6 separate regions of the Mus musculus genome follow, and regions 1, 2, 3, 4 and 6 are each linked to region 5. A link is a contact called in public HiChIP or PLAC-seq and promoter capture Hi-C data. All regions are on one chromosome and are shown on one strand. The core of a region is the stretch at or near the end of the contact, and the rest is flanking DNA. Distances in the headings are between cores, read along the strand shown.

Region 1 (3,045 bases), core at 288-2,787, 1.6 Mb after region 5:
AGTGGAAGATATGATGGTGAGACAGGTTCCCCGTGGCTGTGGAAATGTAGTAGTAGAATGAATACAACAGGAGAAAGGAAAAGCAGACTGGGTGAAGCAGAGGTCTGTTTTAGGGAGCTCTTGGGGACCTAGCCTGGCTCTGGAGACCACAGGTGTGTGCAGCTCACCCCCCCCCACACACACACACACACACTTTAGGGGCACACATTACAACCACACCCACTCAGTCCCCAGCCAGCCAAGAGGGGACTACTGGACACCAAAAATGCCCAATATTCACAGGCTCACTGGGCTGTAGCCTCCCTCAGCCTTGAAGCAGGCTGATCCAGACTTTGACCTTGCTGCCACTAAGAAGGAGATTACCTAGGGTAGATGCTATGCATACTCTAGTGAAGTTTGCTTGGCAGGCCAAGAGGCCTGGGAGCACTCACAAGGCAAAGAGTTTCAGAGAAACTCACCTCCTAGAATATTGGCGTTCTCATAACCCATATACTCATACCCTACCCCCACGTTAGTCTGGTGTATGGATCCACGTGCTCTCTTTTAGTATTATTTTAGTATAAGTGCCTTTAAAGATTGAATTCTGACATAGCTAAGCCTTCGCCAGTGTTCCAACATCCTAGAAAATCCTTGAAGCCGACAAACTTGGAATTCAGTAGGAATTCAGTGAGAATGTCATCTATTCAGTAACATTCAAGTTTACTTCTAGTAGAAACAGTGAAACTAACTAGGCATTACAAAGAATGGAGCTAGAATAGCTCAGGGCTGGTCTGTAGAGTGATTACTTAGGACAATAGCCAGTCTTACCCAGACAAGGGAATACACTATGGTCTAGCGAATAGGTGGGTTTACCATGAAAGAGTTGGGGAATCCCACTGAGACAGGAATCTTCACTACAGCCAGGTATAGCAGGCTATACTGCATATTAGAAGCAAGTTGGTGAATTCTTCTGACAAATGGAGATTCTCCACAGATACTTAAAAGTTACACTCATACAAGAATTTATCGAGGCCTAGGAAATAGGAGGTTTGCATTATTCATGAGAAGGTCTGCTAGAGCAGAACCCCCTGGTGCTAGCTTTCACAAGGCTCAAAGGAGTAGCACAAATTGTGACTAGGGTGTGAAATCCTTACCTGTCTTTAGCTGACCCTAGGCAGGGAGGTTTTAACTTTACTGTAAATATTACCTGGTTCCTGTAAGTCCTTTTGAAGTCATTCCTTTGTTTTGTGCCAGGTAATTTCAATGTACTTTGCCTGCTGTGACATCCTACCCCCTTTATTTTCTGTATTATATAAGACTGGTGTTCACTTTGTGAAAATACATTCAGACTCTACACAACCTCTTGTGTTGCGTCTGTCTGTCATTCGCTGACTCCTTGTCCATCTGCAACCAGAGATCTGTTCTATGCAGACAGGGACCAAAGAGAGTCTGCAGCAGGTAGAGCCTTCTGACCTTGATGGCTCTATTTGCTCATCTCCAAGACTCTGCTTCCTGCAGAAAGGTCCTTGAGACGTTCCAGAGACACACCCTATAGATCACCTACAAGCTGGCTCCAGGCACCAAAAATGGGCTGGCGGGGGATGGGCCTACCCTCTTTATAAGCACGGACTCTCAGTAAACTTCAGAGGCTTTAAACAGAAAGGTTTGTCTTGGCCTCATTCTTTTCTCTATGTCTGATCTCTTTCAGCCCCAGCCCGCCTTTCAGGGAACCCAGTTCACATGGCCGCAGGTGGCTACACTGGGCCTAGAAAACAACAGTTAAATGTGGTTTCAGGCACCATAAACATGGACACTGTCTCAGATTATAGTTCAAACCACAAAAACAGTGGAACTCAACAAGCACAGGAGGCAGTATTCAGATAAGAAAAGGGGAGCCTTTAAATGTGACCAGAGAGCCCTGGTAGATTGCCTGGCTTAATCTGAATGAACATTACCTCATTAGTTTTTAAAGGCTTAGTGTCTCTCATGTATCTATCTAAAGATGGCTCAGGCATGGCTAAGCGAAAGCGCTGGTACAAAAAGGGATGCCGAGGATGTGGGGCACAAGGGGAACCCTCTTCAAAGTGAAAAGAGAAAGATCAGTCTCCCAGTCAAAAAGCAGCTAGAATTCAGAATGCAACAACAAAGGAACCCTTCAAGGACCCACCATCCTGTCTACCAGAGAGTGTACAGCTAAGCAGGTGGGTCAAGACAAACTAGAGAAGTAAATTAATGAGAGTAAGAAGAGCCCCTCCCGACAGAGCAAGCTTTACTATACTACCACCAGCAGCAGCACCAATACTACCCCCAACCCCAGTACCATCACCAATAGCAGCAGCACTGCCACCACACCACCACCAGCAGCAACGGCAGCACCACCACCACCAACATACTACCACCAGCAGAAGCAGCAGCACCATCACCACCAGCAGCAGCAGTAGCATAACCACCAGCACCACCACCACACACTGCAAGCTAGGAATTCTAAAGCTCTGCCTTCTGGACTAGATGGTGTATATCAGTCTCCTGGAGCCCTCCCTTCCAACTGCTCACTCTCCACTATCTCCAGGGATCTGGGCATTCTGCAGCTATCTTCCCTTTTGGGTATGGGGGTATTGTAGTGGCAGCCTAGGACACTGCTGCTACCCAGGGCACAACAGCATACTGGACCTGTAAAGGACAGCAATCTGTCTCCAGGCACAGTGGACTGGTTGAACATTGTACAGCCTTATCTAAAGTGAACCACCTGTTTCCTGCTGGGCTCAGCTCCTGACCTTCCAAGGTCTCCACAGAGTAGACCTTCATCCAAACCATAGCTGAGGAATGACAGCCTGGAATCTACACTCATTTTCCACTGAAACAAGGGAAAGTAAAGATGGCACCAAACAAAACCAGCTTCCAGCACTTCTTGTTTACTCTTTCCAGAGTCTCCTTGGCCAGGGGCTAGAGAGCCCTTCTTGAGGGAACACAAAAAGCCAGTTTGGGTTTTCTAGAGTTGTTTTTTCTTCCACGGTTCTACCGCCCACCTTTTGTTACATGCAAGTTCACTTGGGGGTTGGGTTCAGT
Region 2 (2,721 bases), core at 40-2,539, 1.5 Mb after region 5:
TCTGTTTCTCCAGTCAGCTAAGACCCAGGAACCTCATACAACACGGCCTGTAGAATTGGTCGGGGGGGGGGGGGGGGGTGTAATCATAAACTGATGAAATGGACAGCAGTTCTTTTTTTAAAAAAAAGATTCCTTTATTTTTAATTTTAAGATTTATTTTTATTTATAAAGGGAAGATATGGCTATGTTCATGTGAGTGCAGGTGCCTACAGAGGCTAGAGTCATCAGATGTCCGGAAGCTGGAGTTCCAGATGGTTGTAAACACACACACACACACACACACACACACACTGTACACACTCATGAATATACCCACATGGGTGCTGGTAACAAAACTCAGGTCCTCTGCAAAAATAGTATATTCTCTTAGCTGCTGTTTCTCCAACCTAAGATTTCAGTTTATGTTGTTTCACAATAGTTAATCAGTTCACAGGAAGATACTCAAGAATATTCACTCCTGTGAATGCTTCGACGTTTCTAAGCCTATTCCAAAGAGAATGAAATGAGACCATTCCTGCATCTACAAAATATGGCCTTACACTTAACTGTTGTCTATTTTATACCTTTATAACTAAGTTCTATATTATAAATAGATATAAGGATGGTTAAAAATAAGAAGTTATTTGCAGTCCAGAAATTAAGGCTATGTGGAATTAAGGAGATTCGTGGGGAACCTCACTCAGTATAAAGTCAATTAATCCAAGGGCAGCAAGCAGGACTGTGCAGGAGGAGACTGGCTCCAGGCTGCAGAGAGGCATTGGTAGGACGCACCAGTGATACTTTTCAGTTCCACCCTTACAAGCACACTGATTTCAAGCCTAAGAGAGAGATTATTTCACAAACATTCACAGTGCTTTGGATGGTGCGCAGTTAAAGGTAAGAAATGAACACTGAGTAAGTATCCCCCATGTCAGGTGCTGCATGAGATGTATAAACAACACCATTCTTAATTGTGGCTAAGGTGAATAGGAGTAGGAGATAGAGTCAATTTGGAGGTGATTAGATGGAATCAAATACTTGGAATATCATATTGCACAAAGGCAGGTAATAGCTGCAAGCTCTCATTGGCCCAGGATAGTTTCCTCAGAAATTAAAACCAAGTATCCTGTTGCCCAACTGATTTGGATTAAGGCAGGAACTAATAGACTGAGAGGATGATGAGAGTCAGAGCTGTGCCTGGTCCCTTCTGTCTGAATATCTAATAAGCTAGCTTTTGTAACCCTCACTGTAAACCTCCCTGTGGGATCTCTATTGTTCATGTGTCTCTCTGGTGCTGTTAAAAAGCCCTAACTGAACTGTGTCTGCAGTCCATTAGAGAATGGTCAGAGTGCAGCCTGCAGCCTTACTGGGGTCTTTTGAAATTCCAGAGAAGTCATGTCAAGCAGAAACGTTGGTCTCCAAGACTTTTATTAGAAACAAATGAGAGGAAACACAAGCAGACCAATGAGCAAGCGATGTGTAGTCTTACTCAAACCTTGATGCCACAGAGTCTCTGTCTCTGGGAGCAACAAGCTTAGTGCTAATGTGCTCAACTCACTGCAGTCCAGAAATGTCTGTGATGGATGTCTGTGACAGCATTTCACATGCATATTGGTTTTAGTGCTGAAAATATGCAGAAAATACCTCTTTTCCACATGGCTTGCATTTTTTTCTTCAGCACATTTGTCCAAAACCCAGCTTATATAAACCGTGTGGACTAAAGCTCTGACGTTTTAATTTTCTGTCTGCTCATACATTCTCAAGCAGAAAACTTGCTGAATTCTAAAGCTTTATTTGAAACATGTTTTCCATCCATCTTTGTTTTTTTGAGAATACCACAAACTATTTCTAGACAAATTGCTGACAGTGAAGTAATGGGCTATTAAATTTATAATACAGAATTAATGTTGTCAGTGGTGGTATTTTTACCTTTTGGGGGGATGGGAGACTTTTCAGGTCATTAATGCATGTCAAGGAAAATGTAGAAAGGAAAAGAGTACTGTCCTTAATCCAGGTAAATGTCTTGTCTAGAAAAATACAAATCACCATTGGTCAGTTGTTATGTCTTTGTTATCCTCAATAAATAAAGTGGGACTTTTTTCATCAAAATGAGTTTCTTGACACTTTCGTCCCTGACAGCATAGATAGATGGTGGGGCAACTTTTTCAGCATAAGAAAGCATCTTTCAAGCTGTCACATACTCAAAGCTTTAGATCCTAACTCGCTGGAATACATTGTAGTTGACATACTTTTTTTTTTTTTTCTAAAAATTCTACAACTAACGGGAAAGATAGTTGTAGAGCCGTACCTCAGCATGGTTTGAGCTGACTGAGCCCTTGAGTATGTTCACTCTGTCCATAAGAGTGAGGTCTGATTGTGGCTGACAGGGATGTGTTTTGGTGGTTTGTTTCTAGCAGTGCAAAAAAGCTACCATATAGTGACCAGAAACCAGAAGCCAGACATTTACTTGTTAAGGTCTGTTTGTAGAATTACTATGTAAATATGTTCTTTTCATGCGTAGAGTTTGAGATATTTTTGACAAAGGAATTTTTATTATTGTTTTTGCCTTCTGGTTTCTCATAGTATCAACATACTGTCTTTCCTACTATTATAGAGGTTAAAACCAAAAGTTGTCTTAGAGATGAAATTGATGAAATTCTCACTTGTAGATTAGGTCAGAGTTTATATATCAATATTTTCTACACTGGTGCCTATTACTAGAACTGGCCAATGCTTTGTATT
Region 3 (2,858 bases), core at 92-2,591, 1.1 Mb after region 5:
CCTCAGTTTTTCTTAATTTTTATTAGCAAGTTGTTACAGTGGTTAACAAGAAGTATACAGATTTAAGCTGCAGTAGTTTCCCAGGGTTATATGATCCAGCTTCACAGGCTTCGGGAACATATGTAGATGCTTTTCTAGTTTGCTTTCGCTCTGACATACAATTGATATAGGCAAGCATGAAAGCTTGGGCAATTTTTCCTTGCTTTTTCTGGATCTTACTCAGGTTCTGTGGTATTTATGTAAAGAACAGTTTTGTTCCTTGGGAATGCATGTTGAAATTACCATGTGCAGTGTTTTGCTGTAGGCCCATTGGCACTGCCACAAAGGTAATGCATTGCCAGTAGGCCATTTCCTTGTCGGCTGCATTTACAACTTAATGGAAATATTACATGACTTTTTAAACAAGTGTTTTGGCAGGGAGGAAATGGCAGATTCCGTACAAACAAGCATAGCTTCCTATTCTTAACCACACTACAGCTACTCAAGGAATTGTAGTCGGTCTTCAGTTTGGGGTAGAATGGGGAGTCAGGTTGAAATAGGAATACATTGATGTTTACTATAAATAGTCATGTGTTTTTATTGCTGGATTTTATTACTGTTTAGTTGCAGTCATTGACAACTAATATATTTATGCATCACAGCTTAGATAATTTTAATGTAATTTAGGAATAACTGGATTTTGATTCATTGAAAAGTCCAGGATCACAGATAGGTCCTAGATGGTAACACTGCTTTTTATAGTTTTGTTTCTTAGCTTTGGCCTTGCTATATGATTGGTCCTTCATGACTGCCTAAGCATTACTTTTGGTTGTTTTAAATTGTGATTTTTGGCTCATGAATGACAGCAAAGAAATTTGGGTGATTTGTTCACACTGACATCAAACCTGATAATATTTCTGTCTCATCTTTTGGTCAGTCTGCTTTAGGTCTCATCTCATAGTTTGAAACTTGAAAGGTCATATTTCCGTTTTTTATTTGGAAGTTACTTCGTCATATAATTATTTCACTTCCACAGTCCTCTGACTGTTGAAGCACTTGCAGTTTTGAGTTTATATAAAGTTTATGTAAAGTTTATACTTTTGGAAACTGCCCACAGGAAAGACACTGTGCTTGACGGTCTAACATTTCTGTGGCCACATTCTTTTTCTAGTATAAATCTTTTCTCTTTTGTGGGGAAGAGAGACAATTTTGCTTTACTCCTTTCTCCTTTTTCTTTTTTTTCTTATTGCTCCTGACTTCTTATCCAATTGCCCGTCAGCTGTAGCAAGTTACACTGCTTGTGCTGTGGTAGAGACTGGCATTGGGTGTGTTCTTACAGCCATCTTAACACTGGCTTTTGTTATTTTTTGTGTTTCAGTTGTTGGTAATGGACATATGGACATCATATGTTCCATGGAATACTGTACAAAGCCAATCTGAACTGTTTCCATTTGCTTCAAGTTCAATCATGGTATTTATTTTTCCATGGCTCTTACTCATATTATCCATACCGTCTGCTTAGCTTATGTCACTGCTACCATGGACTGTGTTTCGTCTGATTGCCTCCATTTTTTAGCAGTATATAATTGCCTTTTCCCTGGAGCTCCCTTTGCATGGCACTGATTGATGTTTATAAATGAGCCCGAGATCAGTTAGATAACAGATATTCAGGTGCGCAGGGGTATGATATTCAGTTTATCTTTCTGTTTATACACAAGGAGAGTTTCATGTCCATTCTCCTGGACTAGGACTGACTATTCTAGTGAAAAAGTTCTGAGAGTGACAGTATAGACAGCACTACTTACCTTTTAGTATCCATAGCAACCACTGTGTGATATCAGAGTTCATTTGGTAAGCAAATCAAGTTACAGTTTTATTCTTGTATTTTGAAGGTGAAATACTCAAGCTCTTTTGCAGGCATGGGGAAATATGGCTCTGATATGATTTATTGCAGTGCCCTTTATCTCTCTAGCCTTGCATAAAGCCATTTCTAATTCTTTGCCGGTCATGAATAGAGGAGTTGCCATACTCTTACAACTCTGAGTGAGCCAACCAGTATTGTTAGGGGGAAGCTGAGCTTTAGGCTTCTGGGCCAGCTGGCAGGTAACCAGGGATTATTCATTCAGCTAATACTAATACCTACTGTCTACTAGGAACTGTTTCATATCCTGAAGATACAGAAATGGAAGAAAAACACAAACATTTCTCAATTGGGTTTGTATACTGAAGGGGAAAGAGAATGCAGAAGAGAAAGCAAGCATGCATACTACGTGGTAATAGGAAAGAAGCAAGGGAATAAAACAGGAAATGATGACTTGCAGAGAATGCTCAGTGTATTCTGTTGTATTTTTAGCCAATACCTCATCAGAAAGTGATAGATGAATAAAAACCAGAAGAAATTTAGACTGAGTATAGAATACTTCAAACAGAAGTAACAGTTTTATATTTAGTTATGTTGAAGGGAGAGTGTTCCTTTTGACTCCTGGTGTGTGTCACAGAGCATTGAAGGTTACACATCAGTGCTTAGACTTTTATTTTGAATGAGGGTAAAACATGTAAACTCCTTAGGAGGTTTTCGCATAAACTACGAAAGAGAAGCCCCTTGGTCTTGCAAACTTTATATGCTCCAGTACAGGGGAACACCAGGGCCAAGAAGTGGGCGTGGGTGGGTAGTGGAACGCGGGGGTGGGGGTATAGGGGACTTTCGGGATAGCATTTGAAATGTAAATGAAAAAATACCTAATAAAAAATTGGAAAAATAAAAAAAAATAAAGAAAGGGAGGGTGGCTAGTTGGTAAGAATGGCAATAGCAACAACATAGCCAGTAGTTTTATTTAATTTTAAATTAAAAAAAACCTGAGTGGTTTAAATAAAATATT
Region 4 (2,700 bases), core at 182-2,681, 1.3 Mb after region 5:
GGTAGAGGAGTGGGGGGGGGTATGGGGAACCTTTGGGATAGCATTGGAAATGTAAATGAAGAACATACCTAATAATAATAACAATAATAATAATAATAATAATAATAATAATAATAATAATAAATGCAGGGCCCAGAGAACCTTCTCCAGAGATATACCAGTTTGGATGAAGGCTATGTCCAAATGATTCAGATACAAGAGTTGGGTGATCCTAGGTTCAGAGCTACATTTTTCCTCTCACCAATATCCCTTAAGTAAAGGAATAATTATAATCATGGACTCCTCACAGGTGTGGTGGGCTATGGAAATTTCTGGTGTACCAATAGGACAGTGTTCATATGTTCATAGTAGCTAACCTTGGGCAATTTCTTTTTTTGTTTTTGTTTTTTGTTTTTCTTTCGAGACAGGGTTTCTCTGTATAACTCTGGCTGTCCTGGAATTCACTCTGTAGACCAGGCTGGCCTCAAACTCAGAAAACCGCCTGCCTCTGCCTCCTGAGTGCTGGGATTAAAGGCATGAGCCACCACTGTCCAACCTTGGGCAATTTGGACCTCTTGGTTCTCTCCTGTATTCCTGAATCTCTTTTACAACACACGCACACAAACCAGGTTGCCTACCTACAACCTCAAGCCATTCTGGTAAAGACTGGATTCTTGATAAGGTTAAGTATGGAAGTTTCAGAGTAAGCGTCTAGAGAGAGGTAAATTCTCTTCATAATAGAAAATAAAGAGTTTTCGTTCCCAGATCAATGAGAAGAGGATGCAAATCAGCGGAGGTGAGAGAAAAGAGAACAGAGTGACAAGGCCCCTTGTGGTCAATAACCTAACCATAAGTTTGCACGCAGTCCATCACTACTCACGCAAATGCTTGTTCCTAGATGTTTGTGGAGCCCCAAAACCTGGATCCAATGTCTTAGAAGAATTAATGTGAGGCAGGCAGAGGCAGCGTGTGAGAACACAACCCACAAGTAAAGTATCCGTCCGCTCCCTCCAGGAATCAGCACGAATGTCAGGGAGGGATTGAGGCAACAACAACATATGGTATCAGTAGCTTGGGCCCCTCCACAGTCTCCCCGTCCACACATCTAAGCAGGAATAATTGCTGGGCTCTTCAAAAATCCCTCCCATTTCTACATGGTGCCTTCTTATGATATACCTAGCAGAGCATCTTCAGAGGGGCTGGCTGCTTATGTTGCTGTTTGTGGCTCCAAAGGCACGTGCCATGAGAGAGGCCACCAGGTGAAGGTTTTACTGCCTCCCTGACCCAGCTTCTTAGAAATCCTGTTGAGTCATCTCTAGAGTATCCTACTAGTCAACTCAGTCAAATGGACTCCCCGGGTTCAAGAGGAAAAAGAAGACCCAGCTCCCATCTCCTGATGGAAGAGTTGCAATCCTCTATAATGAGCATGTGGGGTTGCAAATACTGTTGTGGCCATTTTTGGAAAATACAATCTGCCATCAGACATAGCACAGATGCTGAGGGGTGGGGCAGTCCTCAGCTGATAGCTGAGTTACAAACGGGGGGTGGGAGAGCACTGCCATTTTTTTAAGACAAAATATTAACAGAACTAGACTTCAAATCAAACTAAGATCATTTGGAAGAATGCGGATAATGAATGGAGACTTTTATTATAGCAGATTTACCAGAATTGGCTGTGAAAATCATAATGAGAATAAACAAGCTAGAAAGAAAATGTTTCTCTCTTGTTCAAAACTAACTGGATAGGGCCAGCAGTGCTGGAAATTGAACAGGAAAGGTCTGGAAGAGGGCAGGGAGTCAGAGGGTCAGGTCTTGGCTGTTGGCAGGTACTGCACATGAGACACTGCTTAGTGCATGTGGTTGGGGCATGGACTTGAGGGCTGGGTATCTCCTGTTTGACTTCTTGATTCAGCAAGCTTGAGTCAAGGGCTGGCAGATTTGGTGTCTTCTCTTGGAGACTGTCTCCTTAGGGAAGGCCCCTCGGGACAAATGCTCCTTAGGACTGTGCATTCATGGCCTGGCCTCTTCGCATCAGAGACTTTCTCCTGCAGGAAAGTACCTCAGGGCTAGTTCCTCCTGTTCCCATTACTGTGGTTTTCTAGTGAGTCTGCATTGTGAGTTCCTGCAATCAGACCAGGAGTCCCTGACAAGGGACCTGGAGGGACTGTCAGGGCATACAAATTAGAATGTGGGGAATTATCACCTGCCCTTTATCACCATCAAAAGTCTCAGTGTTGAAGCAGGGGAGTAGTCTTAATGTTGAGAGGAATTATGAGATTGTAGTTGGACTCAGAGGGAAAGAAGACCTTGATTAATGGGAGCAGAGTCCTAGTGGTGTACACATTTGAAAATCTGTCCTATTCAGCTTCAGCTGTCTGAACAAGACTGAGGGAGCCCCATCCTCATCACCCAGCCACCTCTCCCTCCTTCTAGATATTCAGGGTTAATATTCTGTGGCCTCTGGAACCCATCTGTTCTTCTGTAAGCCACATCCCATCTCCCACACACCAATTCACTACTGATCGCATGGGTGATATTTTGGCCACTTCTTACTCTGGATTCTTTGAGTTTGAAGCACAATGGGTCAGTGCTGTTTAAATACACTGTTCCATGATGCTCTTTCATGAACTCCTATAATACAAGGCTGCAAAGACCTTAGACTCTAAGGCAAGTCTCTCATTTTATCAATTTGTTTCAAAGGTTAGGACAAGAAGAAGGCTT
Region 5 (3,027 bases), core at 465-2,964:
AGCCCACGAGGACCATCTCCCTTCACTTCTGTTCCCTCCCACTGCTCTCCCTTGGCTTCATTTGGCTTTCGGATTTTGTCTGGCAAGGGCAACAAACACTTCACTTAGGTCTTTTTCCTGTGTCATACTGCAATAGCAATAAACACAACCAGGGAGCAGGTGTCTGCTTCCTTGAAATATAGGCACCCATTGTCTTAAGGGCACACAAATACCTGCCCCACACTGAGGAGTCAAATGTGGAGCCACTGGCGGGTTTTAAGTAGGTCAGATTTGCATTTAGATAGCTGGTTTTGCTTTCAGCATGGATAATGGATTTAAAGAGAACTCCTAGCTGGGAGCTAAGCCTGGAAGACTGACAAGTTAGGAAGCTTTTACAGCAGACCAGATGGGAGCTAGCGCTAAGGCTGTGTGTGGGTGCTCTTGGGAAAATGAGAGCAGAGCCCAAATGCAGAAATATGTTAAGGTAGAACTGGCTGAATCCAGTATTTACCTGAATGTGGGGTTTGGAGGGAAAGTTCTAGGGGGAAACTTTGAGTTACTCGGAAGATGTATCATTTAACGGTCATAAGATTTATGTTCCAAAAATAATTTATGTCCCCCCCCAAAATCTGTGTTTTAGTTGAGATAGGTTCTCAAGTAGCCCAGGCTGGCCTTAAACTTCTGATCCCCCTGCCTCCACCTTCCTAGTACAGATTTTGCAGGTCTTTGCCCCAACCCCGGTCAGAAGATGAAGCTCAAAGATCCTGTCTGGGAATGGGTATGATTTGGGTGTGGAGTGATAGGGTGGGGTATAGCTCCTGTTAGACATTTGCATTGGAAGTACTGCTGGGAAGGGGCAAGCAGTTAGCTTTGGGGTTTATTTGGTACCACTGAGGAAATTCAGAACTACAGAATGGGATAAGTTTTATAAAACAATTAGGAAGCAGTATTTCCAATGCAAATGTCTAACAGGAGCTATACCCCACCCTATCACTCCACACCCAAGTCATACCCATTCCCAGACAGGGACTTTGAGCTTCATTTTCTGGCCAGGGTTGGGGCAAAGACCTGCAAAACCTGTACAAGCAACGTGGAGGCAGGAGGATCAGAAGTTCAGGGCCAGCCTGGGCTACATGAGAACCTATCTCAACTAAAACACAAATTTGGGGGGGGGGACATAAATTATTTTTGGGACATAAATATTTTTAGTATTTAGAATAATTGTGTTTAAATTTTTATCTTTTCTATTTAAATAAATTCTTTTTTGTTTGTTTGTTTGTGGTTTTGCTTTACTGTAGCTCAGGCTGGCTTTAAACTCTTAGTAACTGAGAACAAGCTGTAACTCTATTCTCCTGCCTTCTTTTGTTAACTGTTAGGATTGCAGGTGTGTGCCACAGTACACAGGGCTCTGTTTTCCTAACTCCTTTCCTGAACACACATTTTAGGGTAACTGTAATCTGTGGTCCCCAGTTCGGGTAATTCCTAGTGGTCAGCGTTTATGAAAAACCTTTTGCTACAGGCGTCTGACCTAAGGAAACTGAGGCCTGGCTCTGCGGTCCTTCGCTGTGGGAGGATCTGCTCCCCCCGCCCCCGCAACAGCCCTTCCCCACCAGGAGCCGTGCGATCTCCACAGTAACGGCCGCTCCCCAGCCGCCACCCCTGGCCCAGGCGCCTCTGCTTTGTCCAGCTCTATGGCAACAGCGGGCAGCCCCAGGCCGCGTGCCGTGGGGCGGCAGTCGCTCCCCAGACAGCGGGGCCGGGCAGCTGGGTTCCCCCGACAGGATGCCGGAGAAGCGGCTCTCGGCGGGTAGGTGGGCCCCGGCGCCCTGCCGCAGTGCTCGGGCACCCGGACCGCGCTCGACCCCAGCCCCAAGCCTCCAGCCCAAGCCCGGGTCCCCAGCCCCAGCTCCCTGCCTTTTATACGAACCCCCAGGGCAGTCGCTATTACCTTGTGCGCTAACCACGCTAAGCTCTCCTTTTGCAAATGGGGGCCTTAGGTTAGCTCTGGGGTGACAGTGGGTCCCAAGCCAAAGTCCAAAGGTCTTTCCTCCCCACCTTCACCTGGAATCCTACCTTAAAATGTAATCCATGTGCGGATAATGAACATTTTACTGAGCTCACCCGGGATATATGTATATACAGTAGCGCCAGGGGCTGTCGCAGATGATTTCAGTTAGTCTAAAAGGAAGATCTGAGTACGAAAAGGTAACGTTTTGTCTCCTTCCAGAGCCGCCAGAAGTTACAGAAGAAGAGTTTGTGAGTACACAGTGGCGAGAACGGGTCTTTTTTTTTACATTCTCTTCGGGCTAAAGCTTTCTTCTGTAAAAGACCTCATGTAGTTTCTCCGTACCCTTGCTGTCCCTATGGGGGCAGGCCGGCTGTCTCCATGGCTTTGTTGTGATGTGCAGGGCAGCTCCTGGTTGCAGTAAACATTAGTAGGTAAAGTTGCTCACCCCAGCATTAGAGATGGGAAAGAAGGGCTGGGAGTCGGGGTCATCCTTTGTGACATAGCAAATTCAAGGCTATGTGAGATCCTGTCTTAAAAAATACCAGCCCTCCCTCACCTCCACCCCCATGGTAGCACTCAGGTCTTTAAACTCCAGCAGAGGCAGGAGGATTTCTCTGAGTTTGAGGCCAGCCTGGTCTACAGAGCAAGTTCCAGGACCGCCAGGGCTATACAGAAAAACCCTGTCTCAACAACAACAACACCACCCAGTCAATCAATAAATAATAAAATAACAAAGCCAAAAAACCCAAAACTAATCAACCAAACAACCAAAACAGACAAACACAAAAACAGCAACAGAAACCAGTCATCTATTTGTAAGTGTTTAAATTGTTTTCTAGACATTGTTCTCAGGTCAGAATTTTGGAGAAATTGAGCATACTAAATATTTGCCAAATCTATTTATCATTTGGGAGAGTGCTGTCTTTAGAGACTCTTCTAGAAAGCATATTGCTTACACGAGGAGCTTGCCCCAGGGCACAGACAGACACAGAGGCAACCCTTTTTCCTACCACCGTTGAGGCTGGAGCTCAAAGCGCGTC
Region 6 (2,835 bases), core at 219-2,718, 1.1 Mb after region 5:
CTGTTTTGTGTAGATTAGAAGATAATGACTGTCATTGGGGTATTTTCATACGTACACATAATGCACTTTAATCACATTATGTTTCTTTATTTAAAATGTTTGTTTTATGCGTCTGTGTGTATGCATGCCATGCTGTGGCAGTCAGAGGACAGCTTTGGGGAATCAGTTTTTCTTCCTCCATTATAATACCATGTGGGCTCAGAGGACTAGACTCAAAGCTCCAGGCCCAGTGGCCAGTGCCTTTACTCATGAGCCATCTTCCCAGCTCCTGGCATCTCTTTTTAATTTTCACTTTTTGGAATTAGAGGAAACATGCAGTAAATGTCTTTATGTCTTAGTTTGCCTGCTGTGATGACCTACAGTTCTATTGTTTTTGGTTTTTGTCTGCTTTTTGTAACCGACTTTTTTTTTCACCTTTATGGTACCACACTTTAAAACTTTTGATGCTGTGGATGGCACTTAGGCTGGTGGCTTTATATGTTTTTATGCCAGTCACCCTTGCATTCAATAGTATTTTTTCCTCTCCTTGGTCACTTGATAAACTTTGTCCACTCTTCAAGTGTCAGGTTAGTTATGTCAGCTGTGAAGCTTCCCTGGATGGGACAACAGTGTAGTGAGATCAATGCCAGAAGTCGGCCATTTGGAGCCAGTGCCATTCAAGGCCTCTTAAAGATTATATTATTGCATTCTGACCTGTTTGTTTAATGACATATGTGTTTGTGTATGGTGTGTAGTGAGTCGAGGTGATGTTCAGCCGTAAGCATATGGCGGTCAGAGGATAACTTGTCAGATGGTTCTTGCCTTCCACCACGGGTTCTGGGCATCAGACTCAGGCTTGTGCAACAAGGGGCTTTACCCATCTTGCTAGCTCTTGGTCAGTTTTAAAGATCTTATGCAAGGGGACTAGAATGTTGGCTAAAGCAGCTAAGAGCATTTGTTCTTGCAGAGGGCCTGAGCTCAGTTCTCAGTACACATGGCTGTTCACAACTCTCTATAATTTCACTTCCAGGGGATCCAATACTTTGACCTATGTTAACTCCTATACACATACATGCATTCACACACTCACACACACATACACACACATATATTTTTAAAAAGATCCTATGCAGAATCGTGTTGTGAGTAAAACTTAGTATGATAGTTTGTAATAAAATTTTAGATTTCACTACCACAATGACTTGTAGTATCCTTGTGAGCTAACAGTAATAAGTACATAAGTAATAAGTAATTGATACAGTGTTTCATATGGATCGATGATTAAATGAAGATGAGTTAACTTTGACTCATTTTTAGAAATGGAAATTCCTAGCTTTGTATAAAGTTAAAAACTTCACTTGCATTGGCTTTTACTGACTAAAAGCATTAAGGATTTCTGTTTATTTTAAAATCATTTATGCATTTGCCCTTGAGACAAGTTGGTGGGTGCATTTTTTATCAAAACCATATACATGGTGACATATTAAATGTATCATATTATTATACTAATCATATGACTCCAGAAACAAAAGTAACCAGAGGACTAAAGCCTATCAAAACCATCTTTTTGTTTTTGTACAATGAAATTCTTTTTAAATTTGCCAGGGAATTCATAGTAAAATTGAAACCAGATGTAGACTTCCGTCTTTTAATGTATTAGCTTAGCTACAAACGTCTTATTTCCATCCCTGAATGCTGAGTGCTTCATCTATGGCTCTCTTTCTCTGTCTCTCTCTCTGTCTCTTTCTCTCAGTCTCTCTGCCTCTCTCTGTCTCTTTGTCTCTGTCTCTCTGTCTCTCTCTCTTCTAGAACAGACTATAAAATGCCATCAAAATGATTTTAAAAGGACTTTGCCATTTCATCTAGTATTAGGATGAGATTAAACCCTAATGCATTGAGAATCACCTGATTCAGCATAAACAGAGTATTCCTGCTGATAATTTCCACTTGAAGGAATTGGAAAGAAGTATTAGCTGTAGTCTGACAGTTCATCTGTGACTTTTCTATCCTAGAGCTGAAATCTTCAGTATTTCCTTCTGTTGGAAGTAAATTTTATTTTTGTATTTTTTTCTTCTAAGAGTTTTCAGTATAACCTAATTATATAGTTTTTATTGCAGTGGTAAAACATCATTCCAAAAATCAACACAAGGAGGGAAGGGCTTATTTCACCTTACAACTTATAAGTCCATCACTGAGGGAAGCCAGGGCAGAAACCTGGAGTCAGGAGCTGATGCAGAGGCCATGGAGGGTGCTGCTTTCTGGCTTGCTCAGCCTGCTTCCTTTTAGTACCTAGGACCACCATCCCAATGGTGGTACTATCCACAGTGGGCTCGACTCTCTCATATCAGTCATCAATCAAGGAAATGTACCACAGGCTTGCCCATAGGCTAGCTGGGTGCAGGCATTTTCTCAGATGAGGTTCCTTCTTTTCATATGACTCTAGCTTGTGTCAAATTAACATAAAACTATCAAGACACTGACCATTTTTTTTTTGAAATGGTTGAGTCAGTGTCTATTTGAACTGATAAAAGTTTTATAGACATGAAACACCATTATTACCTTTATTAAATAATGGGAGTAGATTCTACTTGAAATATAGCCACTTTGGGTAAAGCTATAATTTTTATATAATAAAATATTTACAACAGAGATGATTTCAAAATGAAACTCCATTGTCTTAGGGAGATGAAGATTGGACTTATTTTTTAATAGCAGATGGGTGCTCCCTACAGGTTGAGAACTTAGTGCCTAAGAGGGATCATGAGGCTCTCTCCTTATTTTAATCACCACCTGGGGACTTCATGCTGTGTCATTTAAGCAGACACACTTGGGAAATTTGGTCATTACTGATTATTT

What was found. Promoter capture Hi-C pulls out the DNA fragments that hold promoters and counts their contacts. HiChIP or PLAC-seq counts read pairs in DNA pulled down with a chosen protein or histone mark.
Region 1: a contact with region 5 is called in an H3K27ac HiChIP or PLAC-seq map of embryonic stem cells, with 7 times the contacts expected there. The contact joins the enhancer-like site here to the promoter of Rgs22 in region 5. A contact is called at or near these places in 13 of 39 promoter capture datasets (the 3T3-L1 cell line, 3T3-L1-derived adipocytes, the C10 cell line and 9 more), 3 of 115 datasets of contacts at active chromatin or transcription factors (all in embryonic stem cells) and 1 of 9 other capture datasets (embryonic stem cells).
Region 2: a contact with region 5 is called in a promoter capture Hi-C map of second pharyngeal arch cranial neural crest, with 8 times the contacts expected there. The contact joins the enhancer-like site here to the promoter of Rgs22 in region 5. A contact is called at or near these places in 13 of 39 promoter capture datasets (the 3T3-L1 cell line, 3T3-L1-derived adipocytes, the C10 cell line and 8 more).
Region 3: a promoter capture Hi-C map of embryonic stem cells shows a contact between it and region 5, with 6 times the contacts expected there. The contact joins the enhancer-like site here to the promoter of Rgs22 in region 5. A contact is called at or near these places in 12 of 39 promoter capture datasets (the 3T3-L1 cell line, the C10 cell line, cranial neural crest and 8 more), 2 of 15 datasets of contacts at CTCF or cohesin (pro-B cells and stem cell-derived epiblast-like cells), 39 of 484 Hi-C or Micro-C datasets (the C2C12 cell line, CD8 T cells, the HL-1 cell line and 27 more), 5 of 115 datasets of contacts at active chromatin or transcription factors (astrocytes, embryonic forebrain, embryonic stem cells and 2 more) and 1 of 9 other capture datasets (embryonic stem cells).
Region 4: a promoter capture Hi-C map of hippocampal neurons shows a contact between it and region 5, with 7 times the contacts expected there. The contact joins the enhancer-like site here to the promoter of Rgs22 in region 5. A contact is called at or near these places in 7 of 39 promoter capture datasets (the C10 cell line, the HPC-7 cell line, HPC-7-derived erythroid cells and 4 more) and 1 of 9 other capture datasets (embryonic stem cells).
Region 6: a contact with region 5 is called in a promoter capture Hi-C map of pre-B cells, with 5 times the contacts expected there. The contact joins the enhancer-like site here to the promoter of Rgs22 in region 5. A contact is called at or near these places in 16 of 39 promoter capture datasets (the 3T3-L1 cell line, 3T3-L1-derived adipocytes, the HPC-7 cell line and 10 more), 2 of 15 datasets of contacts at CTCF or cohesin (pro-B cells and stem cell-derived epiblast-like cells), 34 of 484 Hi-C or Micro-C datasets (the C2C12 cell line, CD8 T cells, the HL-1 cell line and 23 more), 4 of 115 datasets of contacts at active chromatin or transcription factors (astrocytes, embryonic forebrain, fibro-adipogenic progenitors and 1 more) and 1 of 9 other capture datasets (embryonic stem cells).

Annotation. Positions count from the first base shown.
Region 1 is chr15:34,565,968-34,569,012 of GRCm38.p6, reverse strand. No RefSeq gene overlaps it. Among named protein-coding and RNA genes, the nearest start is that of Gm22208, 36 kb to the right of the region's middle. Within about 2 kb of position 1,537, at least 14 of the 459 cell types and tissues checked have an H3K27ac peak or open chromatin away from gene starts, as enhancers often do. A contact at or near this core is called in embryonic stem cells and stem cell-derived epiblast-like cells, where this site is marked.
Region 2 is chr15:34,635,474-34,638,194 of GRCm38.p6, reverse strand. The region is part of intron 3 of Nipal2 (NIPA-like domain containing 2); the gene reads left to right. Among named protein-coding and RNA genes, the nearest start is that of 4930413F20Rik, 38 kb to the left of the region's middle. Within about 2 kb of position 1,289, at least 8 of the 459 cell types and tissues checked have an H3K27ac peak or open chromatin away from gene starts, as enhancers often do. A contact at or near this core is called in second pharyngeal arch cranial neural crest, where this site is marked.
Region 3 is chr15:35,062,629-35,065,486 of GRCm38.p6, reverse strand. The region is part of intron 6 of Stk3 (serine/threonine kinase 3); the gene reads left to right. Among named protein-coding and RNA genes, the nearest start is that of Stk3, 92 kb to the left of the region's middle. Within about 2 kb of position 1,341, at least 7 of the 459 cell types and tissues checked have an H3K27ac peak or open chromatin away from gene starts, as enhancers often do. A contact at or near this core is called in pro-B cells, where this site is marked.
Region 4 is chr15:34,817,607-34,820,306 of GRCm38.p6, reverse strand. All of the region lies in intron 2 of Gm32970 (a long non-coding RNA gene), which reads left to right. Among named protein-coding and RNA genes, the nearest start is that of Kcns2, 18 kb to the left of the region's middle. Within about 2 kb of position 1,431, at least 6 of the 459 cell types and tissues checked have an H3K27ac peak or open chromatin away from gene starts, as enhancers often do. A contact at or near this core is called in hippocampal neurons, where this site is marked.
Region 5 is chr15:36,139,087-36,142,113 of GRCm38.p6, reverse strand. It overlaps Rgs22 (regulator of G-protein signalling 22), which reads left to right and starts at 1,714. Exons shown (of 28, transcript NM_001195748.1): 1 at 1,714-1,786; 2 at 2,207-2,235. The coding sequence starts at 1,762.
Region 6 is chr15:35,079,419-35,082,253 of GRCm38.p6, reverse strand. All of the region lies in intron 4 of Stk3 (serine/threonine kinase 3), which reads left to right. Among named protein-coding and RNA genes, the nearest start is that of Stk3, 75 kb to the left of the region's middle. Within about 2 kb of position 1,468, at least 8 of the 459 cell types and tissues checked have an H3K27ac peak or open chromatin away from gene starts, as enhancers often do.